2 separate regions of the Mus musculus genome follow, and region 2 is linked to region 1. Evidence: chromatin contacts called from public Hi-C data. All regions are on one chromosome and are shown on one strand. Each heading gives the region's core, a stretch centred on a gene start, on an enhancer-like site or on the middle of the called end of the contact. The rest is flanking DNA. Distances are from core to core; before and after follow the strand shown.

Evidence for each region. A called contact is a pair of places that touch in the nucleus more often than the background predicts.
Region 2: a contact with region 1 is called in a Hi-C map of neural progenitor cells, with 5 times the contacts expected there. The contact joins two enhancer-like sites. A contact is called at or near these places in 3 of 484 Hi-C or Micro-C datasets (cumulus cells, neural progenitor cells and ventricular fibroblasts) and 1 of 9 other capture datasets (embryonic stem cells).

What each region holds. Positions count from the first base shown.
Region 1 is chr1:76,025,971-76,031,375 of GRCm38.p6, forward strand. All of the region lies in intron 4 of Gm32622 (a long non-coding RNA gene), which reads left to right. Among named protein-coding and RNA genes, the nearest start is that of Gm29065, 9.4 kb to the left of the region's middle. Within about 2 kb of position 3,326, at least 20 of the 459 cell types and tissues checked have an H3K27ac peak or open chromatin away from gene starts, as enhancers often do. A contact at or near this core is called in neural progenitor cells, where this site is marked.
Region 2 is chr1:77,078,708-77,084,112 of GRCm38.p6, forward strand. No RefSeq gene overlaps it. Among named protein-coding and RNA genes, the nearest start is that of Mir6352, 420 kb to the right of the region's middle. Within about 2 kb of position 2,259, at least 22 of the 459 cell types and tissues checked have an H3K27ac peak or open chromatin away from gene starts, as enhancers often do. A contact at or near this core is called in neural progenitor cells, where this site is marked.

The DNA.
Region 1 (5,405 bases), core at 2,076-4,575:
CAGCTCTAAGGAAGGAAGGTTTATCTTGGCTCATGCTTTCAAAGTTCTTGTCCATTGTGGTTTTGGAAGGCGTGGTGGTGGTGCAGTTGAAGCATGTACTGAGAGTTCTCTATCATAGTCAAGCAGGAATCTGAGAATCAGTGGGAGACCCAGGGGCAGATAGAACTGTCAAAACCCCACTGACCTAATTCTGATAGTTTCACACCGGCTAAAGGCTCCAAAATTTCAAGAGCCAGAAACTCAGCGGTCAAACCATGAACCTCATTGTGGATATTTCCTATTCAAACTATAACTACTGGGACTGGAATCCAGAGCTGTTTCTACACCAGTAGACTCTCCATTGTTCCCCAATACTTTGTTGTTTCATGAGTAGGAGCTTTGTAAATTTGTTGAGATTCATCATAAGACACCTTGACTCTGTGGGCTCAATTCTCTTTTTCCTGATATAGTTCTGTGTCCCCTTCTAAACCGTTATTGTAGTTAGAAGGGACAAAGAATGGAATGGAATGCCAACAGTAGTGGAAGGTGTTGGATTAAAAAGTGGTTGAAGGGTTGAGGGGTTATCTCAATGGTTAAGGTGCTACCTATGTGGTCAGGAAGGCAGACATTTACTCTGTAGGTATAACTCAAGATGCAACCCACTTGAGAAAAGCCTGCATGGTAGGATAAGCTTGTATTCCCAGCTCTGAGAAACAGAGGCCAGGCACTGCCTAAGACTCTTTGGCTTGCTAACTTCACTTACTTGGCATGTTCTCTTACAGTCCAGTGAAAGACCCTGTCACAAAATAAAGTGCTGGTCATTACCACATTCCCAATGGACCTGCAACCTCCAAATGCAAATGTACACATATGCATGTACCTCCCCCTCCCTGTGAAAACACACTCACACACACCAAAGGAGATGCGTGAACAAGCTAGAGGAGTCTGGGAAATAGCTAAGCCAGGTAGGACAGATCTAACTCTATCCAAAGGCAGGGGGATAAAGAGTCTAGTCACTGTTCTCTCCCTGACCCGACCCACATGAGCACTGCTTGCCAAATGTTTCTTCCAGACTTTATCTCCATTTCTCCCCATCATGGATGGATGTTTTCATTCCCGTTATACCCGAGAAAGTTCCAGAAAAGTACATTTCCAGAACATATACAGAGCAAGTTGGGTTAAATAGTATCTAGATTGGCCCCAGAACAGACATTCTCATTGGCGGGTCTTATTTAATGATGTAATCCTAGGGAAGAGTGCAGGACTTTAATCATCAGACAGATAGGAGCTAAATCCTGCCTTGACAGCTGTTTAGCCAAGGGAAAATTTCTAAATCACCCTCGGCTTTACTTCTCAAACCAGCAACGGGAGTAATAGTAGTGTATGCCTCTTGGGTTAATGAGGTATAAAGAAGATAACGTTGATAACGGAGTTACCGGAGTGCTTGGCACAGAGCCAGGGTTCCCCAAGTGATTGGCATCATCACTATCAAGCTGTAGTGTGTGTCAGGGCTGGACACATGATGCTCACAAAGTTATAGGCTCTCAAAGAGTAACCCAGGATGGCCCCTGAATTTATTGAGAGCATAGTTGTAAGTATTGGGGGAAATTTTATTTACTTAAATGACTTTATTTTGAAGGAACCGGACATAAGCAGAGTCCAGGCCATGCCAGGTTTGTACCCATGAGCCTGGCCTCAGGATGCCATACTGGTGTCCAGGAGGTACCTCTAAAAGGGCTCCAGGTTCTGCTGTTGCTTAAAAATAAATTGAGGAGAAACATGGTTTCAGAAGCAGAGACATTTCATTAGGGAAAGATGTACTTCCGAGACCGGAAGTGAGCTGGAGGAAGAGCAGTCCAATCAGGATTTGGGCTTTCATGTCTCATTGGTTGGGCATCTCCATGCATGCTCCGCTGTTATATGCAGCTCTACCTACGTCATGAGTCATATGTCTCATTAGCATGTTAAATTTCGGTGGGTGTGAACCTTAGCATCAGAATGAGCCACAGGCTACCACTATGGAACACAGCTGTACCTGAACCAATGTCACCAGCAAGTTTTAGTCATCCTAGGGGTGGGGTAGATGTGGGGTGTTGGGAGGTGGTTCTAACCTTCTCCTTTGCTAATTTTTCATATGCTGATTTTGCTAGACTTTGTATCCATCTTTCTGGGTACCACTCTCCACTGTGTTTGTCTGCCTCTGTGGCTTCAGATGTAATTCACAATATCAGAGACAGGGCAGTAAATAGGCCCAGGAAGGGAGTGATCAGTGGCTGGTTCACACTGAGATTCTAGATCCATTCTGGGGAAAACAAGAACTGGGAGATCTTTGTGGAAACTGGACCCCTATCACCATGATAGAGACCCTTCCAAGTACACAACTGCTTATGCCTAGGGATCTTTAAAGATGAGTCACTTGTGATCCACCCGCCATACAGTGAGAAGCTTCACTGGACACTGTTCTGAGTCCAGTATGTTGTTCACATAGAATGTTACTCCCCCAATGATTGTATCAGGGATTTATAGGACTCACCATATTTCATTCTGCTGTGATTTGGATCTTGGTAGGTTTTCTCCATCTGCTTAATGCCACTGAGAATTCGACCTCTGGAGGTGACTTTACTATGCCTCTGACCCACATGAAGATTGGCTCCAGGGGAGAAGGGCACAGTCCAATACTTTTGTGGGCATGCGTTAGCCTTGAATGGGTAGTCAGCAGGAAAGAGCCAGACAGGGTAGGAGAAGGAACTGAGGGGAGAAAAGGATGGTGTGACAAATAGCTTAGCCTTGATCACAATTCTGTCCTGATGCGATGTGTGGATATGTCAAGATTGTGAATTCCAAGAAATGCTTAGGGTTTCTCATTTTACAAAAGGCTAGCAAAAGGCAGGCTTTCTAGTGGCTTTTCAAAACAGTGAAAAGGAGGCTCTTATGCAGGTACACTTTGTGTGTGGGTGTGGAAGACCTAGTGGGAGAGATGACATCCTAAGGAGAGACCCTTGTGCCTGTCTCTACTTTTCTGTCCTCTAGCATCTTTTCACAGGCAAAGTCAGTTGAATCTGACCTTCAAAGACATAATAAACTTACACTGTCCACCCGCCAAGTCCTTTAAGGACAAAGAACTCTGCCAAGCCTGGAATGAGTAGAGATCTTACATCTCACTAAGCTTTTGGTTTCTTTTCTCTTTCAAACATGGGGTATTTTTAAGACCTCATTTCTCTCAGCTCAGACTGGAATACAAAGCTGTTTCTGTAAGAGAGAAAGAAGACAGTGAAAGCAGCCTGGGGCCCAGGTTCCCTCCCTTTCTGCTAGCCTGTCTCACAGCTTAATTTGCATACATCCTAGCCTTTGTCTCAGGCTTTCTAGAGGTTGAAAGATGGCCACAGGCAGGATGGGAGGAAATTAGGTCCCCACCCTTGTCCAAACTGTAAATCTCTTTTCCATCACTAGTTCCTAGTTCCTAATTTGTATGGAATAAGAAAACTGAAGCGGCAGGTTTGTGGACCCAAATGCCTAGTAACAACAGAACAAATTCCTTGACCTCTCTGATACTCTTTTTGTGTAAATGGGGACAGCGACCTCTCACTCCGGAGTCTCACAGGAGACTCCAGGTTATTTGTATGACATTTGGAAAATTACTGTGAAAGTGGAAGGCAGTCACAGGTGTTGCTTAACAAAGGAGAGGCCAGAACAGTCTATAGCAGGACAAGAAATAGCTTAGTCTTGGTCACAATTGAGTCCTAGTGTGATATGGTATGGGAGCACACACCCAACAGACACACACATCCCTTCCTCTGCCTATTCTTTTGAAGGCTCCTCCATTGATACTTAGCACCAGTACTTAAGAAAGAGACCCTGTGCTCCTAAGTGCATCATTGAGATGGTACTCTCTGCTGAGGACTCAGCTTCAAAAGGAAGTTCCTGTGTGGATGATATTATACAGATAGTAAATGAGCAATTAAGTTCTATTTGATATTAGTATCCAGAGGAGGACTTCACCTCTTCTTCCTAACATTCTGCTGAAAGAATTGAAAAAAACTTAGGTGGATGGATGGGTCATAAGGCAGATTTGGAGTGCTGAGAGAGACTTGCAGTTGAAAAGTCAAGCAGAGGAGATTAAAGTCTGGAAAATGCCTACAGAACTATTGAATTCCGCAGGAGAAATTTCCATATCAGAGCAGACCACTTGACCATATGCATTACGGCTCTGCCTGCCCCTCGTTGTAACTTTTATTAGGCTATTCCATCTGGCTCCTGGTCACAATTAGAAAACATCATATGTGAGGAATCTTTGCAGTCTGAGGTTTCGGTTCGCAGAGATTTAAAAAAATATTTCCACTTATCTTTATTGGGCTGCTTGTAAAAGGAATGAAGCTCTTTAAGCAGACATTGTCTCTATGCCGTGGAGAGAGAAGATGGTGAGCAGGCGATTAAGTTGTAGGATGGAGAAAATGGAGGATTGGTTTAAGTGGTTGGTTAGAGGGAAGACATCAGATGACACACTGAGCTATTAGGCTGTTTGCTTGGGTTGTTTAATGAGCATGGGGTCTGTGTGTGCTTGGGCATGTATTGAAGTGTGTGTTGGGTGCATGCTCCCACACCGTATCATACTAGGACACAATTGTGACCAAGACTTAAGCTGTTTCTTGTCCTGCCTTTTTCTTTCTTTACTCTCCTCACCTCTCCCTACTGCCTCCCCCACCTTTTTCTCTTTTCCCTCTCCTCTTTAACCTTTCTCTTCAAAGTCTGCTGCAGGCACTCTGCTTTTTTGTAAATGTAGGGTAATTGATCATTAACAGCTTAGAGAGGTATTAGAGGCGAGTAAAGGAGGCATTGCTTTTTCAAGTTTGTGCATCAAAGAAACTCTCTGGCTAAAAAGGATGAAAATGTTGACCAGGATATGGGGGCAGGCATTGAGTGCTTGCAAATATCACTTCAGTCAAGGACTCTAGGACTTTTTCCTTCTAGAAGAACTTTGTATTAACTAACGAGCTAACCAACTAAAAAGTGACCACTGTTTTCTAACATTATCATAGACAAGAGAGATGACCAGATGACCATGTTGGTTTGCTGCAGTTGACATAAAGGTACTGATTCTAAGAGGAGAGATGCCATCCCAGCTTATGAGGAGTTAGGGTCCCCACAAAATAAGCTCTAAGGCCCTGGGAAAGATCTTCAGGGTGGAACACACCAAGTCCCCACTTCACCCCTAAGAACTCTATTTAAGCCACAGTCTGCTGGAGTCAAAGTTATATTTTCAATGGAAAGTACATCTTTCCCTACTTTCTTTGGGGTTGGGAAAGCAGGAACAGGCTTTTAGGCAAGTTCAGGCTGTGCCCGTTTCTTGCCAGATGCTATTGTTTGCCTCTTGCTCCACGCTTTGTTCTGCATTCTTCTTAAGTGGTACTCTGGGTAGCTTGGATTCG
Region 2 (5,405 bases), core at 1,009-3,508, 1.1 Mb after region 1:
TACTCCACAATGACTGCACTGGATATTGTTGGTCTTAAATGCTAAAGATACTTAGAATCCAACCTACCCTGGCCCACCCCTCCGCAGCCCTACATCATGTTACATCATCTCACCTAGACCACTCTGATGGAATCTACTCCACATTGTACAAACCAGGCCTTGTAGTTAGCAGCCCGAATCATCTTTGAAACACATCCATTGTCCTACTCTTCTCCAGGAGGAACTATTGGCTACTGATAGATGCTGGGAGTCGCTGTCTTCAGGGCATACCCATTGGTGAACCCACCAGCCTTCACTGCATATCCATACCCTCAAAGATGACCATGGTAAACCTCAGTTGCTCACCAAACAAAACAAAAAGGCATCAAAGTGGGAATGAGACCTGTGGGGAAGAGGTAGGGTTGAAAATGGTGTCGGTGAGGTAAAAGGATGAGGGTAAGCAGAACTCACTCTATACATGGATGAAATTGTCAAAGAACAATGTTATCAGTTTAAAAAGACAAGAAGGCCATATGTTGGTGTATGCTCCTTATCTGTTTGAAACTTTCTAGTGGCTGTCTACTTTTCTTTAAAATGGTGGTCCTCACAGTTCACAGGCAGGGTGTCCTGGATCCTCCTACAGTTTTACTTAATTAATGAAAGGTAAACAAATTAGAGGGGAAAATGGAACTTAAAATGTGTATGTCAGTAATACTGTTTCAAAGAACCCATCCTCAGATGTAATCACAAATGGAATCTCAAATTTACACACATTCCTCCTATGTTGTTTATAACATCCACAGTAACTGACATGGAGGCAATGTTGCATAACACAACCTGCCTCCATCCAGTGACATGAGATGACAGGACCATGCCATGCCCATGCCTGGTGGCTTGGGATATGAACTCAGGACCTCTTGATTTCATAGCAAGTTCTCTTATGCACTGAGCCTTCACTCCAATCCCTAGATATCGTATTTCTTAAATCTCTAATGATATGAGATAATATTTGTGAAAATGATAACTGAAAAATAATTCAATCATGCAAGATAATCTAATCTTTAAAATATATGCAAATACATACACATACTCTCTCTCTCTCATGCACAGGTGCACACACACACACACATACACACACACACACGTATATAAAAACAAATGTCAAAAAGAAAAAAAAACTCCAAAGAAAAATGAAGTTTACTGCAGAACAGTCCATTTGCTAAATGTCTGTTATCTTAATTTTACTTTCTTATTTTCTATATTTCTTCTATTGTGTATTTGTTTCAATACAAGATAGTTGAAAAGGTTTTTATCTTCAGACTGCTAATGAAATGAATATACAGTTAAGTTCACATGAAAATTGTCATAGCGAAGTGTGGTGGCACATGACCGGAGCCCTAGGTGAGGCAATAGGATTGCAAGCCTGCGGCCTACTTAAACAATTATATATACTACCACAGTGTATAATATGACCGTTACACATTTCCAATATTTCCCCACCAATGAGAGTTTATAATTTCCCTCACATTAAGTCCCAAGTTTATAAGAACCCATTTACCTTAAAACTTATCCATTTATTCATTTATCTATGTAATGTGTGTATGTTTTGCCCCTCTGGGTTTAGGTGTATCATGTGTAAGCAGGAGCCCTCAGATGTGAGAATGGAGAGTCAGAAACTCTGGAACTGGAGTTACAGGCAGTTGTGGGTCACCATGTAAGTGCTGGGAGCTAAACCTCTGAAAGGGTGCTGATGCTCTTAACCACTGAGACATGTCTCAAACCCCCAAATCCATCTATAGTAAGAGTATAGATGGCTTTGTATATTTTAACAAATATATATATATATATATATATATATATATATATATATATTATAGCAAATTCATAAATTTATTATATTATTTTATAATTATATCTGTCTATTATAATACATCTATAATATATAATTATACATGTATAATTATACTTGCACATATATTATATATTATATAAATCCGAAAACACTGAATGGTTCTACCTCTGGACCAAACTGAAAGGACCAACGTGTCTTCCTAGAATTCCCACTCAACTCAAGGAAAATGTGATTATGAATTGAGGTAAATCAGGCAGGATGACATAACCCAGAAGCTTCAAGGTCACAAATGCCTCTCATTTCCACCTTTCAGGGGATTTTAAAGGGGGTAGCCGTGTACACGGAGCGAGGCTGTGCAGAGAGGCTCTGCTGAACTGCTCGATGAAAAGGCAAAGGAGAAGCACATTATTGCACTTGAACTATGATGTCATGTGGAATGCATTCTGCCAGCCTGGAGGAGCAGGAAAGTCAGCAAGCAGAGCCGGGTGCTCCTCATCTGCATGCACACACATGTCCTGACTCTTTATATCCTCACCATGGGAGGATACAGAGGGAGGGGAAAAAAAGAGAGAGATACAGGAGTTAAGAAATATTGCCAAAACATGTAACTGTTAAATTGCAGAGCTGGCTTTCAAACTCAGGCATTGAATGCTATGGTCCCTTCCTTCTTAATCTCACTCCCTGGGCACAAAAGAAAGAGGAACTCCCCAGATACTACAAAATGCATTCCTTGTAGTCTGAGGGATTTTTTAAGTGGGGGAGGAGTTACATTCTGTTTTAGAAAGCTTTGATGGTATGCATGTGATGCATGAGTGCATGTGTTTGTGTGTATGTGTGTGTGCATGTGTTTGTGTGTGTGTTTGTGTGTGTATATGTGTGTGCCTGTGTTTGTGTGTTCATGTGTTTCTGTGTGTATATGTGTGCTCATGTGTTTGTGTGTGTTTATGTGTTGTATATGTGTGTGTATCTGTGTGTTTATGTGTGTGTGTGTGTGTGTGTGTGTGTGTGTGTGTGTGTGTGTGTGTGAAGTAGGAGATTTGCTAACGCAATCATTCTTCCATCCTTCTGTTGCAGTAAGGCTGAAGTGCCTTCCTCCTGACAGGAATAAGGCCGCAAATGAAACAAGGAAGCACGATTGTTCTCTTCTGTGAGCCGCTTGAAGGGCAGACGATCCTTGGTCCATCCATTACCACATAAATAATTAAATACCCAGAGCCTGCAGCCAGCCCAGGTTGGGCACTGGGTGAAGCAATTCACATTAAATATTGGGAGAACAACACACTTGGTCAGTCATTAGCTCCTCCTAGTGGCTTCTTTGGCCCTTGGTCAGGAGGCAGCTAAGGTATTGGCTGTCTTAGAGGAAACCCAGTTACTTGCGCATCTCTAAGCCAGGGGACCTGGTCACACCATGGAAAAGACCACACCCATGAGCATCAGAGCTGATTTCCCAGAGCCACAACGGAGCGCTGAGCCTTCTACTCCGGTGGCATGTATAAGTCTGTCAACCCAGATGCCTAAGAAAGGAAAGCCCAACCACAATCACGTTCTCTGCTGGAGATAATTAGAACTTCAAGTGGTGGAACAAAACAAGTAATACATGGTGACCTACAGGTGCCTTTCAGTTATACTGTGCTCCGCTCCTGCCTTGTGGAAGAGAAAGCAAGTGTCACAGGAAAGTTTAATCACATCAAATACAGAAACCAGGCCAGAGCTCTGTGGGGGTGGGGTCAGGAGGAAGCAGGGAGGAGGTAAGAGAGACTGGCTACTTCTGAGTTCTCCATTCAACCCCCCCTACTCATCTCTTCTATGGAAATGACTCCCCTTTGAGAATCAGCAGGTCCCACGCCACACCATCCATATGGGCCATAGATTTGGCAAGGTTCAGTATTCAGGTCTCCAAAGACATCTTGGCAACTCAGAGGGAGGTGAGATGCTCTGAGTCCCACAGAGAGAATAAGCTTCATTATCAAACTAGAAAGGATACCCTTGGGCAATCCTAAACTAGAATTGCCTGTCTCCAGGTAACTAGGACAGTGGCAGATCAGCAAATAAATCCAAAGGGCAATGCAAGTCAAACACTTAGGGAGAGCTCTATGTTCTTTCTGGATCCAAGGCCACTCTCAGCCGCCTAGGCTGACTTGATAGGTCTCAATCTTGCCAGTCCATGTGCGATCACAGTTAGCTCTCCATCGATTTTATTAATGATGCCACTGGACATTAAAATTCCACCTCTTCCTTACAGTGGAAATGACATAATTCAGATGGAAAGGTTTTTTTCAAAAGGCTATACAGTTATGTACTCAGCAATGCTTAGGACACAAGTGTTCCCATCACACACACACATACACACAGAGAGAGAGAGAGAGAGAGAGAGAGAGAGAGAGAGAGAGAGAGAGAGAGAGAGAGAGAGAGAGAGAGAGAGAGTGCTTGGGTTGTTCACAAATGCTTTAAGCCCTTCAAAACTAGCAACCATTCAAGACCCATTTCACTGTGGAGATTGTCTAAGAAAAAAAAAAAACCTAGGGATGCTGGAATTAGTAATAAATCTAGGTTAAATCCTGGCTTTGCCCTTGAGCAGGGTTCCCATAAGCAAATCTGGCAACATCTGTTAGTTCCAGTGCAGAGGAGGGCCACTGTCACCCGATTTACAAATCTGCCTGTGGGAAGGGGATGCCGCTATGCATTAACTGCTTAACAGAGCCTGGTACCAAGTAAACCCCTTTGAATGCCCACTGCTGTGCCCCTTTCCTCTTGCTGGCAAATGACTCCTCCCGTGAATCTGGAGTGCAGGGAATGGGGAGGGTGTGGGTAGAGGTATGTGTGTGCTCGGAGAGAATGTGAATATTCTAGAATGTTCTTTTCCTTCCTACTACTGCTTTGGGATTGCCTGGTGAGATCAGCCCCCTCCTGCCTCCAGCAACCACATCTATGGCTATCTAAACATCCTTGGGTCTTACAGACAGATCAGTGTCCACAGAATGAGCCAGCCTGTCATACTCCTAGACAGTCTCCTCCATTTAGCTTGTGTGTGTGTGTGTTTTTTTAAACCGCTGACTCCTCCCTAGGTTCCAACAATGTGTCTTTACTCACATAGGCAATTATCCCAGAAATATTTATGATGAGCCGATCGCCCTGGGATATGAGGGTGAATAGGACATCCCCAGCTCTGCTTTCATAGGGAGCCTGTTCCTGAGGAGGAGACAGACAGAAGAAGAAAGCAGGCACACCAGGCTTTAATTATAACCTGTGACCCTTGAGCAACGGCTATGACAGGGCTCCAGGAGACAACAGAGGTGTCAGTATTGGGGGTGGCTCATCACACAGTGTGTGCTGATGAAATAAAAGGAAAGGAAGCATTAGGCCAAAGAAACAGAAATGTCAGCTAAGAAGATCCACAGTAATCCTCAATGGGACCCTTGTAAGGGGGGAGGGGTGTGAAGGGCACTCTGTCACTTTCTTCTCTAGAGTCTCCCTCACTCCCACAATGCTGAGCTCCTGACTAAAGGAAGAACTGAACCACAAAGACAGTCGTGCCTGGCTTCCTCCCGTGTGTGTCTCTAGCCCTTTATTTTGT